2 separate regions of the Mus musculus genome follow, and region 1 is linked to region 2. A link is a contact called in public Hi-C data. All regions are on one chromosome and are shown on one strand. Each heading gives the region's core, a stretch centred on a gene start, on an enhancer-like site or on the middle of the called end of the contact. The rest is flanking DNA. Distances are from core to core; before and after follow the strand shown.

Region 1 (6,380 bases), core at 1,216-3,715, 250 kb after region 2:
CGTCCTCCCACCAGATCCCTCCTGTTCCTGTCCCCACCCCTGTCCAGTCCCCTCTCCCCATCTACTTGAGATGTCTGTTCTGATTCCCCTTCTCAGCGAGATTCATGTATCCCTCCCTTGAGCCATCCTTGTTACCAAGAGAAATGCTTTTAAACCTACATGGCAAAAAAAAAAAAAAAAAAAAAGAAACAAACAAACAAAAAACTTATGAAACACAATCAAATGTTATCCCTCCCGAGCTAAAAGCTGTGTCTTTTTATTTGCAGCCTTTACTATTATCTTTCTATGTCACCCATCACGCTATTTTGTTTTGCTGGTGACCTTGTCTGACCTGTACATGGGATTTATTTTCCCAATTAGACAGACCTTGAATAAAGAAATCAAATCCCTCGTCCCTCTTTTGACCCCTAGCACAGGTCCTCACATATGGGAACCAGCTGGCTTGGTTTTTTTACAAAGGAAACTCCATGCCCCACCTCTCCATCTGTGTCAGATAAGAAGTTAAGGCAGAGGGGAGATCATGCATTGGAATGGTCCCACAGTTTGTAAAGTTTTTCTGTCTGCCTAAACTGTGTTTGTGATGAAGATAAAAATTTGCTGTAAACATACTCCCTTGCAGGGACCAGCTCTACCGCCCACCATCTAATGGAGTGGAAGCCCCTGAGGAGTCCTTGGACCTTCCTGCAGAGCTGAGACCACATGGTCCCCAGGCTCCATCCCTAGCTGCCGTGCCTAGACCCCCTAGCAACCCCTTAGCCCGAGGAACTCTAAGAACCAGCAATTTGCCAGAAGAATTACGTGAGTTGTTTGCATCGTGGCTTCTTCTTGTGGGGTTTCATGCTCAGAGGGTTTGGCTTAGCCACTCATCCGGAATCTCGGCTATATTTTTATGTAGATAGTACAATGCAGCTTTCCCCTTCCTCAGTGAGCCTAGCTCAGAAGCAATGCTCCCAAACTGCTTACCACTGGATTTTCCTTAACACACAGGAAACAACAAACACCACCCATACTTCTTTCCTTCTAAATGATGCTGCTCGTCAGTGCCGTGCCCCTGGGTAGATGGATTGGTTGCTCACGTGGCACTGGGTAGAAACCTAGTGCCTCACTGTAAATTAGCAGCAGCTCTCAAGAACAAGGTCATTTTCTGCAGGAGTGAGCAGTCTTGTCTGAAAAAACAAAAACAAAAACTGTCTCATATCGCCCATACTGCTTCACACCCCGATGCAAACTCAAGAAATTTAGTTTTATTTAAAGAAATATTCCATTCATTGTCAGGCAGTGATTCGTTCCCCACATTTTGCTGCTAGAACCAGACATGTTGAAATATCACCAGAATGTTCTGAGAGTGAGGCCAGCTAGGATTCTTAGTTCCAGAAATCTTAAGCAATCAGTCACTACTTCTGAATCATCATCTGCTAGAGAGGCTCGCTCTTTCCAGAACTGGGACACTCAGAACCAAGCCCAGCCCTTTGCTTTGCTAATTGCTTTTGTTGAATCTCTACTTGAAGTCACTTCCAGCTCTGGAAGACTTCTATGACCATGATAACTCTGGTTTTCACGCAAAAAATCTGTTTCTGAGGCACTTTAAAATCATATATACTTCAATTAAACAAAATATCTGAGTGGACAGACATGGGCTTACATGGCATACGGTCCCAATATTCTGTCATCTTACCTGGGAAGGGAGTCCTGCAATTATTACACATGGAGGTGGAAAAGGGCCACGCTCTGCCATTTGCCTGGCTGCTGGTTACTTCCACCATCACATACCACACACACCTTCATTTGAGAGCTGAGTTCCCATTCGGAGCAGGCTAAGCACAGATAAATGCACACAGACTCATCTTCTCTTCAGTATCTCTTAATCCTCTGCCTCGGGGTTTCTTGAGATTTTAACTGATGCATTCCACACTAAAAGGCAACATATAGAGATTATTCATCTACCACAGCAAACTGCTAGTGAAGACGTTTCTCCAATACTTTATTTAATCTGAGGAAAGAGTGGTTCTGGCTGGATAAGGCATGCCTGTCCACAACAGTTCTGTCCACGGCTCCTTGCTTGCTTGTGAGAGAAGAGACCACCTGCAACACTGAACTGTCCTGAGGCACTGTGTCCCCCTTAAACCACTGAAGCTGCACTCACGTCTCTGATCTGGGCATCAGACTACTCCTGCTTCCTGACCTCTCTCCAAAATGAGCCAAAGGGGGCAGGGCAAGCAAACACATCCTCTCCCACCCCCTACTTGGTCTTGTCAGGCAAGAGTTCAGGGCAGCAGAGAGCATCAAGAGATCAAAAGCAGGCACTGCTGGGTGGCCCCTTAGCAAGCCTAGCTTCTTAGCCTGCTGGGAGAGTATTTTCCTTGGGCACAGGGCCAAGTGTCTCTAAGAAACAAGGCAGTGGCTTGAGCTGAAGGCCACTTGGGCTGTGGGTGGTAACATCTCCTGTGGCGTTCCAAAGACCCGCTAAGGCTTGTCTGAGCCTGCCCTTACTCTCCCCTGCCCCTTCTGTCTTCTGTTCACTCTGGACAGCATGTACTCGCTTGGACAGCTCCCAGCCCGTCTCACAGAGGACAGCAACCCACACTACTACAAGCATAAGCCCTTGGACCACCCTCCAGCACAACAGGCAATGCATACTACATAGACTGGCTGTGTAAAAAAGAATAATTCGATTGCTTTCAACAACTGTGAAAATTTTCTCTTAGGGAAAGTCTTTATCACTTATTCTATGGACACAGCCATGGAGGTGGTGAAATTTGTGAACTTTCTGTTGGTGAACGGCTTCCAAACTGCGGTAAGTACTCGATTCAAAGAGAAAAAGCTCTACAGTTCAGTCGGACACGATAGCAACAACAACAACAATAATGAAAAAGTATGAATAGTTGTTGTTTTAAACAGTTTCATTATTTATGTGATTATGAACTAAATGCTTATGAGTTTAGATAATTGTTTTCTAGGTATCTATCTATTTCTTTGATGCTGAGAGTCAAGGCCAGGGCCTCATTCATACTAGACAAGTATTCCACCACAGTGTAAACTACCCAAAGTCTCCAACATTTTTCCTCCCCGAATCTATAATAGTGGTAATTCCTGCCGTGGGTCCTGCTGGCCCTAGCTAAAGGAAAGGCCTGGCTTTTCCTGCACTCTACCCTTGCCCTTTCTCATCAGCCATTAGCCACCAAGGTCCCTCCTTGGTACAGGAGGCTGCAAAGTCACCAAGGTAGCTGTACCAAACCAGACCCCTCTATTCTGTACTGGATTATGAGGTTTGAGTTAGAAACCTGAGTACCCCACTGTACAGGGCTGCCTTTTTACACCTTCTTTCAGGAGTGAAGATTCTGTTCAGGGAAATCATGGCTTGGGCTAGGTCTGGGGAGATGACTTTAATTCACTCCCTACAGTCAGTCCACTGTAATCTTGGTCCAAAAGCCCTCAAGCACATAATCTTTCTGTCTCCCTGCTAACCCGAGACAGCACAGCTTAAAGCTGTGTACATTCTTCCTTAGGAGAAACAAAATGCTGCAGCTTGTTACTCAGAGGACTGGCTTTCCTCAATCATAGAGCTTCCTTCCTTCCTTCCTTCCTTCCTTCCTTCCTTCCTTCCTTCCTTCCTTCCTTCCTTCCTTCCTTCCTCCCTCCCTCCCTCCCTCCCTCCCTCCCTCCCTCCCTCCCTCCCTCCCTTCCCAGAAGCCTCTCCTAGGCACGCAGCAGCAGTAGATTCCAGAGAGGAGTGAAAAACCAGTAAAGTGGGGGTGCTGGAGGATAAAGCAGTTGCTTAGCGTGTTCAACAGTTTTGGATTTTGTTTTGGTTGGTTCGTTTTTCAAGACAGGGTTTCTCTATGTAGTCCTGGCTGTCCAAGAATTCACTCTGTAGACCAGGCTGGTCTCAAACTCACAGAGATCTGCCTGACTCTGCCCCCAAAGTGCTGGGACTAAAGGTGTGTGCTACCACTGCCTGGCTGTGATTAGTTTTTATTTGAAGGTTTTTTTTTCCCCCTGTAATTCATTAAAAAATGAAAGTACCTAAAAATTTAAAGATATGCCTACAATTTATGTAATCCAACTTCACAACTCCCTAGAATAACGTTTCACTCTCTCATTTCCAGAATAAGACAGTGCTAGGGCAACTGTGACATAAAAGCTGAGCCGTGAGCCGTGAGGCAGCATACAAGAGCTCACTTTTTCCTTCTTCAAATATAAACATACGGATTCTGACTGCCCCTGGAGAATAGCCACAGTTTTAACCTTTAAATGCCTCTAATCAAGGCAATTCAGGGGGGATTTAAATGCCCCTTGACTCTTATCCGTAGAAGCCTGTGTCTGTGAGCAGCTATGTGTTATACTTGACACATTGGGATCCTCTTAGTGAAATGGAGCAAAGAGTCATTTAAGGAGAATTTAATTAAAACAACAACAACAACAACAACAACAAGAGCAGCCACCGCAGCATACCGGTTTGGGTAGGTCTTAGGAAAGAAACCCTTAGGAAGAGTGCCATGTCCTGCCACCAGCAGGACACAGTTACTAGAGATGGGGGATGGTGCCTGAAAGCAGCCATGAGGCTGCTGGGCCTAGAACATGGGGAACAGGGTTGGTTTCATCTTGGACCCTCTCTCCTTGGCTGGAGATGGCTATCCTCTCTGTGTCTTCATGGTCCCTCCCCTGTGTATGCACAGAGCTGTATACTGATTCTCTCTTCTTCCAATGAACACCAATCCTATTGGATTGGGGCTCACCAGCACCTCATTTTACCCAAATTATCATCTGAGAAGCCCTATCCCACATCCAGTTACATTATGAGGTAATGGCAGAGTTTCAATAAATTAATTTTTATCTTATTTTTTGAGACAGAATCTCACTTTCTTGGCCAAACTGACAATCCCCCTACGTCAGCCTCCCAAGTAGGGAGATTGCAAGTGCAAGCCACCACTTCCAGCTAACATATGCATTTGAGGGACACAATTTAGCTCGTAACACCAGCAGTGTGGAAAACGTGTCATAGACAAGTCTAGATTTCTGATGGAAACGTAGAGAGGCAGACACCTCCCAGAACGTGGGTCTGTCTCTGGAGCATGGGAACAAGGTCCGTGCTGAGGAATAATGACCACTGATGGTGTGTTCACATCGTGTATGGCACCATGACGTTTGTCTCTTCTGTATTGCCATAAGTCCTCATGAGCACAGTCATGAAGGTGAAGAGCAGCAAGCTTGAGTGGAGCCCAAGCTTCTCCTCCTTGGTCTGAAATGGCAATGCCTGACTGCACATCACAGACTGGCAGATGGGCCAGCACACACCTCATCACAGTCTCTCCTAGAGGGAGCTTAGGAGGATGAGGAGGTCATATGTGAGACACTGAGTAAATGATAGGATGCTGTAATGGGTTGTTTGCTACTATGGCCATAGTGTGTGAGAGTTAGGGGATGGGGGGATGGTCAGTGTGACTTACACTGCAGAAGGGCTTATGCTGTGCTACAAGGGAACTAATGTGGGGAAAAGATAGTAGCTGGTTCAGGATGCTTGATGAAGACCTGAGACTTGGTTTGGTCCATTCGAAACAGCAGGGTAACACTAGGCTGATTAATACGTGTACAGTAAGTCTAATCAAATAACCCTTCTCCAGAGACCTTCTGAACTCATCTGCTCTAGTACACAGTATATTGCCTCTTCCAACCAGGAGTGACTTTTTTTTTTAATTAGGTATTTTCTTCATTTACATTTCCAGTGCTATCCCAAAAGCCCCCCATACCCTCCCCCCGCAACTCCCCTACCTACCCACTCCCACTTCTTGGCCCTGGAGTTCCCCTGTACTGAGGCATATAAAGTTTGCACGACCAATGGGCCTCTCTTTCCAATGATGGCCAACTAGGCCCTCTTCTGATACATATGCAGCTAGAGTCAAGAGCTCCGGGGTACTGGTTAGTTCATAATGTTGTTCCACCTATAGGGTTGCAGTTCCCTTTAGCTCCTTGGGTACTTTCTCTAGCTCCTCCATTGAGGGCCCTGTGATCCATCCAATAGCTGACTATTTATTATATACTTAATATTGCTAGGCCCCGGCATAGCCTCACAAGAGACAACTATATCAGGGCCAGAAGTGCCTTATATACATCACACACACACACACACACACACACACACACACACACACACGCACACACACAAATAGAAATACCACATACATGTGCACACACTACACACATGCATACAGAGACACATACATGCACACACACAGATACATACACCACAGACACACAGACACACACACACAGATATATACACCACACACAGGCATACACACACACACACACACACACACACACAGGCATACACACACACACACACACACACACACACAGATATATACACCACACACAGGCAC
Region 2 (6,348 bases), core at 1,308-3,807:
TAGCGTGGTTTCTCATACTGGGGCCACCCAGCTGACAGGAGGCAAAAGATAATGTGTGTGCTGCTGTGAAGAAGGGCCTTTTGCATTCAGCAAAAATGTTGTCAATCGGTTTTTCTGAACAGGAGTATAAAATGTGACCTGTTAGTTTCTGCTCCCTCATGTCTTTTGTATTTAGTAGGATTTAGCCACTTGCTTGAATGCAGTTATGAATTTGGTATTTCATAACCAAAATTTAAGTAACTTTCTGCTTCATAATAGTCAGAGAAGTAAGACCATAGGTTTTAACATCCCAAGAAAAAGAAGTCATTTTATCTCTTGAGTAGAGCTTTTTACCATTACAGCAGCAGTAACAATCACAGACAGTTCACCTGTGACAGATGAAACTTCCAGAAGGTTTATTCTGATCTCCTGAGATGCATGGGAACTCCAGTTGACCTTCTTTAAAACTCATGATAAACGAGCCTAAACCTAGACTCCCTTAACTTTCCCTGTTGACGAAGGGTTTCTTCTAACAAAGGTAATACATGAAAACGCTTTCCGTGCACACCGTATACATGCAGACACATAGAGCCTTAGTCTCCAAGTAAGCAAAACCAATTTAGACCAGATCATTTGCTTTAAGGGGACAGTGTTTCCACAGTGCTATGATAATGAATCTTCTGCAGGCACGTGGGTGAGGCCATCGTTGCTAGCTGTCTCACTGCAGAAGCTGTCAGCATCTGAAGTGGAGTGTGGTACTTCCTCAGCAGATTTGTGATGTGTGATATTCCCGTAGTGGATAGTAAATAGCAACAGACATTTGTACCCATTGACATTTATCTTCAACTTCCGTGAAACACAAGATTTGGGGTTGGGTCTGTAGCTCAGGAGTAGAGTTTGCCTGGTGTGAAAAAGAAAACCAGCGATGCCACACTTAGTTTTAAAAGCTAAACTTGCATTTTCTTTCTCTTTGGCCTCGCTGTGGCTAGAAAAGATAGTGGACAATTTAAACATGACCGTTCTATAAATGACAGAAGTGCTATAATGAGAGCGGTTCTTAAAAGCTCTGCCCTGGTCTGTTTGCTCCAGATACTTAATGCACACCTGCTTTATGTTCTGTGTCTCCTTTGAATTCTTCCGGCTGGCATTCTGTGCATCTCAGGCTCAGTATGGCCGAGGCACCGTGACTTCCTCTGTGACAGAGGAATGCATGTGTCACTGCGAGTCAGGATTGGATGGAGCTAGCCGACCTGGATTTCTCTTGTCCCAGGCACTCTGGTAAGCCCAGGAAGGCTCCTTGTGACATGACTGGGAAGGGCAGGAAAGAGACTGTCACAGTTGAACTAAACCTCCCGTCACTGTGTTGGCCTGACTGGTAGGCAGTTCTGTGTTAGAAAAGTGCCAGACCATCAGAGTACAAAGCCCAGGCCTGGTGGGTCGGTGGCACCGTAACAGGTGGCTGTTGAAGTGAAGCAGCCCGTGTAGATCTTACTCTGAGCCAGAGGAGTGAGTCCCACGTCAGAGTCACCCTGGTCAGGGGTCGTGTTTCCACGCCCGCCCGCCTTGGCCCTCTTTTGTTCCTGCTTTTGCCCTTCCAGCCTCACTTCCACAGCAGTGGGCTCTAAAGGAAGCCTGTCACGGCGGTCACGTCATTTCCCTCTTCTATGACAGGATATAGACCTGCTCTCCATGGCCTCTCTGACACATACCCGCTGCTTGCTTTGTCGGGGTAACTAACATGATGCTTGCCAAGTTTGTGCATGTGTGTTTGCGTATATATGTTTATACATATTTCGAGGTATAGAACTTAGGAGACACACAGCAGCTTTAAAAATGCAGTCTCATGCTTTTAAATAGAGCAGTTTTATACAGAATCTGAGATTGCTAGCTTTTCTTGACAAAAAAAAAAGCAAAATATAGCAAAACTAAAATGAAAAAAATTTTCTTAATTGAGACAGGGTCTTACTATGTATTCCAGGCTGGCCCATAACTCAGAGTCCTTCGTCTCAGCTCCTGAAGTGCAGGGATTACAGGTGTGCGCCACCATGCTTAGTTCCTACACATCGTTTTAATGTAGTGAACTTGACTTGAAATCAGAAGGAAGAACGGAAGGCGATTATTTCTTACCCATGGTGGTAAGGAAATTCAGGTCTACGTTTCTAGTGTTATTTCTATCTTCAAAGACAGTTAAGAGAACAGATGTACCCTGGACCATCCATTATATCTTCTAGCCCTTCTCCTTCTCTCTTGGAAGGAAGTGTGAGCTAAAGGGAGCTGATTGCTTGCAGGATGTTAGATGAGAGGCTTTGTTTTAAGTACTCACGGCCTATATAACTTAGCATGGCACTTCTGTGGTTGACAGGGATGTGACAAGCGACCAGGAACATAGGACACTGGGGTAGAGGATACTTTGAAGTCACAGTTTTGAGACTGTGCTCTTGAGCAACTGTTTTCTGTTGCTTCTCTTTTGTAAGCGTGCCACTGTTCAGTTTTATCACAAGCGCCTTTCCAAGGACAGTAAATGGTTTTACACGCTATGACATTGTTTCCATAGTAACTAATGTATTTTAGCAAAGAGAGACTGTGATAGAAGTAGGCTAAAAGGGACAGATACAGAACTGGCACAGTGTAAAATGTGGGGCAGTGTGTGTTGTTGTAAAGACATGTCTTTTTTGTTTGTGTGTGTGTGTGTGTGTGTGTGTGTGTTTGTGTATGTGCATGTCTGTGTCTGTGTTTTCTGACCTGTTCAGGAAAACCTCTGTAGCTAGATCTTGACTTCTTAATATACTAATACAATTTTTGCTGCATCCAGCACACTTTGGTATTTTGCTGACACCATGCCTTTGGTCAGTCCTTGGTTTCGTGTCTCTTTCCTTTAGTGCCGCCCGTGTTGTATGCTCCCTTCGGCCTGCTTTTCAGGCCACTCTCCCACGCGTCAGCTCCTGGTTTTTGCAGTTTTATGCTGGTTGTCTACACTGCCTGCCTCCACGTTGCATTTGTCACCAGGACTTTCCAGTCAGGCTTGTACGCCACACTCTGCTAAATCTGCAGTTGGCTGCACTCATCCTCCGGGGGTTTTAAATCCAGGAGCCAGTGTGCATGTCTACTTTCAAATGTGTGTGCTAATCCCGCAGTTTAAGCAGATATGAAAGACTGTGCCACTCTGCTCCGTGCTTGTGAGTGTACGTGGATTGCTTTTGGTCTATGACAAATACAAGCCTCGCTTACGTTCCTAATAAGTCTCTGTGGATATGCAAGAGTCACTCAGGTTCCTTTCTGACAGAAAGAGAAGGTGAGGCGTAGTCCTCATGGAGTAGACAACACATTTTAAAACATAGAATCATACTTTCAAACAGGCAGTTTTACATAAAAACTGAGATTTAAAAAAATAAAAAATGTCTAAGGACAGCAATTCCCCACTCCCCTACTCCCAGGGCAGGGCAGTGTGCGACTGACACCTTGGGAAGGAGTCACAGTCTTTGGCTCTCCCTCATCTGTCTGCTTTGCACATGCTGTTTACCTGCCTGACCCTGTGGGTTTAGTATGTGACCCTGGCTGCACCCACAGGCCCAGTCACAGAGCATATAAATAGAAGGGCTAGGGGTAGATAACACTTGGTTTCCTGGCCAACAGCTCTCTCCCTGGCTGTGGACTGGACTTTTCTATTAGAGTGTACTTGATTTGTCGGTGGTGAGGGGCATCATTAGGTAGGTAGGGTAGACTGCCTAGTAGAGATGGACCCTGCGGTTGATCTGAGTGCATTGTTCTTATTTGGTAGACTTCTCCTACTGGTTCCCTCCAGAGAACATGTGTGCTCCCCACTGTGGTGTGCAGGATGAAGGTGTTAGTGATCAATGCTATATTTTAATGTGCGGATACTGGATCCACATTTGTGTATATGGGGGTGTGTCTGGCCTCAGGTGTCATTTCAGAAATGCTATCTACCCCCTTTTATTAGCTTGGAACTCCCAAAGAGACTAGGTGGCCTGGACAGTGAGCACCAGGTATCTTTTTCCCTCTGCCTGCCCAGTTATGGGACTGCAAGCATGTGTCACCACACCCCAGCTCTGTGTGTGTGTGTGTGTGTGTGTGTGTGTGTGTGTGTGTGTTAGTTCTGGGGGTCAAACTCGGCTCCTTGTGATTCGTAAGGGAAGTGTTTTAGCAACTAAGCCATCTCCCAGCCCTTGACTTTTGTATTTTACAAAATTTTCAGTGAGTACATCGCACCTTGTTAAGGAGGCGTAAGGACTATTTACTTCTATAAACAAAGAGTAAATGAGCACACATAGCATTGGCTGAAGCCTCCGTCCTACTCGAAGCATGAGAGACTGCTGGCCATCTTTGCCTGTGCTACCGGCTAGGCTTTCCTCTTGATGTCAGTGTACCACACCATTATGCTCCAGCTTTGTCTTTGCCTGGAGTCGCCATTTACACATACATGTCATCACTGCGCCCACACTGGAGTAGGGAAGCCGAGACAAGAGGTGGCAGTTAGACTCAAGTTTAACCTTGTTGGGTTTCTGGGTCAGCACAACTAGAGAAAGTGCTAGACTGGAACCAGGAGGAATGGTTAGAGGAAAATCCATTTTTCTTAGGGAAATGGGGAGCTGAGAAGCCTTGCAATAAACAGCCTTGTCTGAGCCGAGACTTGGGCACACGGGCCATCATGGTGGCCATGAACATGGAAGATTCCAGACATTGTGTGTCTGTCTGCAGCTGCACAGGCCTTGGGTAGACCACTGTGAAAGTGGTCCTGTTTTTGCTTCTCCCCCACGGCCTGGCAGCGAGCCAGGAGCACCCTGCGCTGGAGAGCATTGAGGAGCTTCTGTGTGTGTTCTGTCTGCGCCTAAGCTTTCTGTGGGATTACAGCAGAGTCTGTCCCTGCCTGGTCTTTTTTGTGCTTTGGATTCTAAGTTAAGAATAACCGAAGGAACACTTGTCCCTGTTGACAGGCTTGATCGGGACGTTGCTATCAAACGGCTATTTTATCCTCTATCCTCGTTGCCACTGACACCACACCGTACAGCCCTGAGGTTCCTCCTTCAGTTGTGACTGAATAGAGCTGTGATTGCTGGAGCAGAAAGAAGCCATTCAGATGCGGTGTGTGTCCAGTAATGTGTGTGTAGATGGTTCTGGCAGGTCAATGAATATTTTAAACCTTTGCCAGCAGAGAGAAGTGTTGAAGGTGGAATGAAGAAGATACTGTGACAGAGGAAAACACATCTCATTTTTCTCTCAGTCTTCCATTTGTAAGATAAAATAATGCTCCCAAGTTTCTCATGGACCCTAAATCTCCTTTGTTACATATAAGATATGATTATGACAATAGTTGATTACATTTCAGTAACTGAGGTGTGTGTGCGTGTGTGTGTGTGTGTGTGTGTATGTGTGTATGCCTGTGCATATGCACAGAGAGGCCAGAGAGGGAGCCTGAGTGTTTTCCTCCATTTTGGGGGAGAGGGTACAGAATCTTTTCACTTAACCTGAAACTGGGATCCCCCTGCCTCCACCCATTGATGCTGGGGTTACAGGCAGCTGGCCATGCCTGCCAGCCTTTATGTGGCACTTAGGATTTGAGCAGGCCTTGCCTTCCATAGGACTCTCATCCTCTAAGCCATCTCCTTAGCCTTCTTGATCACCTTTTTATTATTTATTTTCATTTTACTCATACATTTTAGCACATAGTGTTGAGTTTAATCACCTTTTTTTTTAAATGAAAAGGATCACCACAAGTGATTTGTAGAAAAATAAGCAAAATTTTCCAATAGGATATTTGTCATTTATTTTAAATTTGGAGCCCCAGGACTAAATTTAAAGAGGTAAGTTATCTTCTGGTTAATTGTATATAAGTTCAGTTTGTGGGGCAGCGTACTCTCTGTACACTTTGCCTCCCTTCGCCATCCAGTGCACACACAGACCACTCTTCACACAGGAAGGAGTGAGGTCGGCTTGACTTGCACAGGGTCATTAGTTACTCTGTCACTGCCCCTTGTCACCGCTGCTCTCAGTCATCAGCGGTGATGGCACAACAGCCCCTGTGTGCTCTAGGCACCGTGCTCAGTGCTCCCCTGAGCTGCCTGCCAGTCTAACCAGAAAAACAATGATAACGGTAACATTAAGTGAGTACACAGCAGAAGGAACTCTAGCTCTGCATAGAAGTATAGCCAAAGAAAGACTCAAGGATGATTGCAAACTGACAAGCAGAGAATTACACTTAGCCCATAGGCTTGGTGAGATAGGGGGACCCTGCTCCGCCCAGTGCTGGTAATGCCTGCAGACTGAATCTCTTTTTGTGCTACTTCCCGAGTCAGGGAGATGGAGAACATAACACAAGACTCTGGTGCAGAAGTGTGCTCCTAACCCTCCATG

Evidence for each region. A called contact is a pair of places that touch in the nucleus more often than the background predicts.
Region 1: a contact with region 2 is called in a Hi-C map of cerebral cortex, with 1.7 times the contacts expected there. The contact joins two enhancer-like sites. A contact is called at or near these places in 5 of 484 Hi-C or Micro-C datasets (cerebral cortex, nephron progenitors and uterus).

The regions. Positions count from the first base shown.
Region 1 is chr10:39,638,601-39,644,980 of GRCm38.p6, forward strand. Traf3ip2 (TRAF3 interacting protein 2) reads left to right here. Exons shown (of 9, transcript NM_134000.3): 4 at 620-798; 5 at 2,706-2,794. The region is part of intron 2 of E130307A14Rik (RIKEN cDNA E130307A14 gene); the gene reads right to left. Among named protein-coding and RNA genes, the nearest start is that of Gm16364, 28 kb to the left of the region's middle. Within about 2 kb of position 2,466, at least 73 of the 459 cell types and tissues checked have an H3K27ac peak or open chromatin away from gene starts, as enhancers often do. A contact at or near this core is called in cerebral cortex, where this site is marked.
Region 2 is chr10:39,384,799-39,391,146 of GRCm38.p6, forward strand. The region is part of intron 1 of Fyn (Fyn proto-oncogene); the gene reads left to right. Among named protein-coding and RNA genes, the nearest start is that of Fyn, 18 kb to the left of the region's middle. Within about 2 kb of position 2,558, at least 49 of the 459 cell types and tissues checked have an H3K27ac peak or open chromatin away from gene starts, as enhancers often do. A contact at or near this core is called in cerebral cortex, where this site is marked.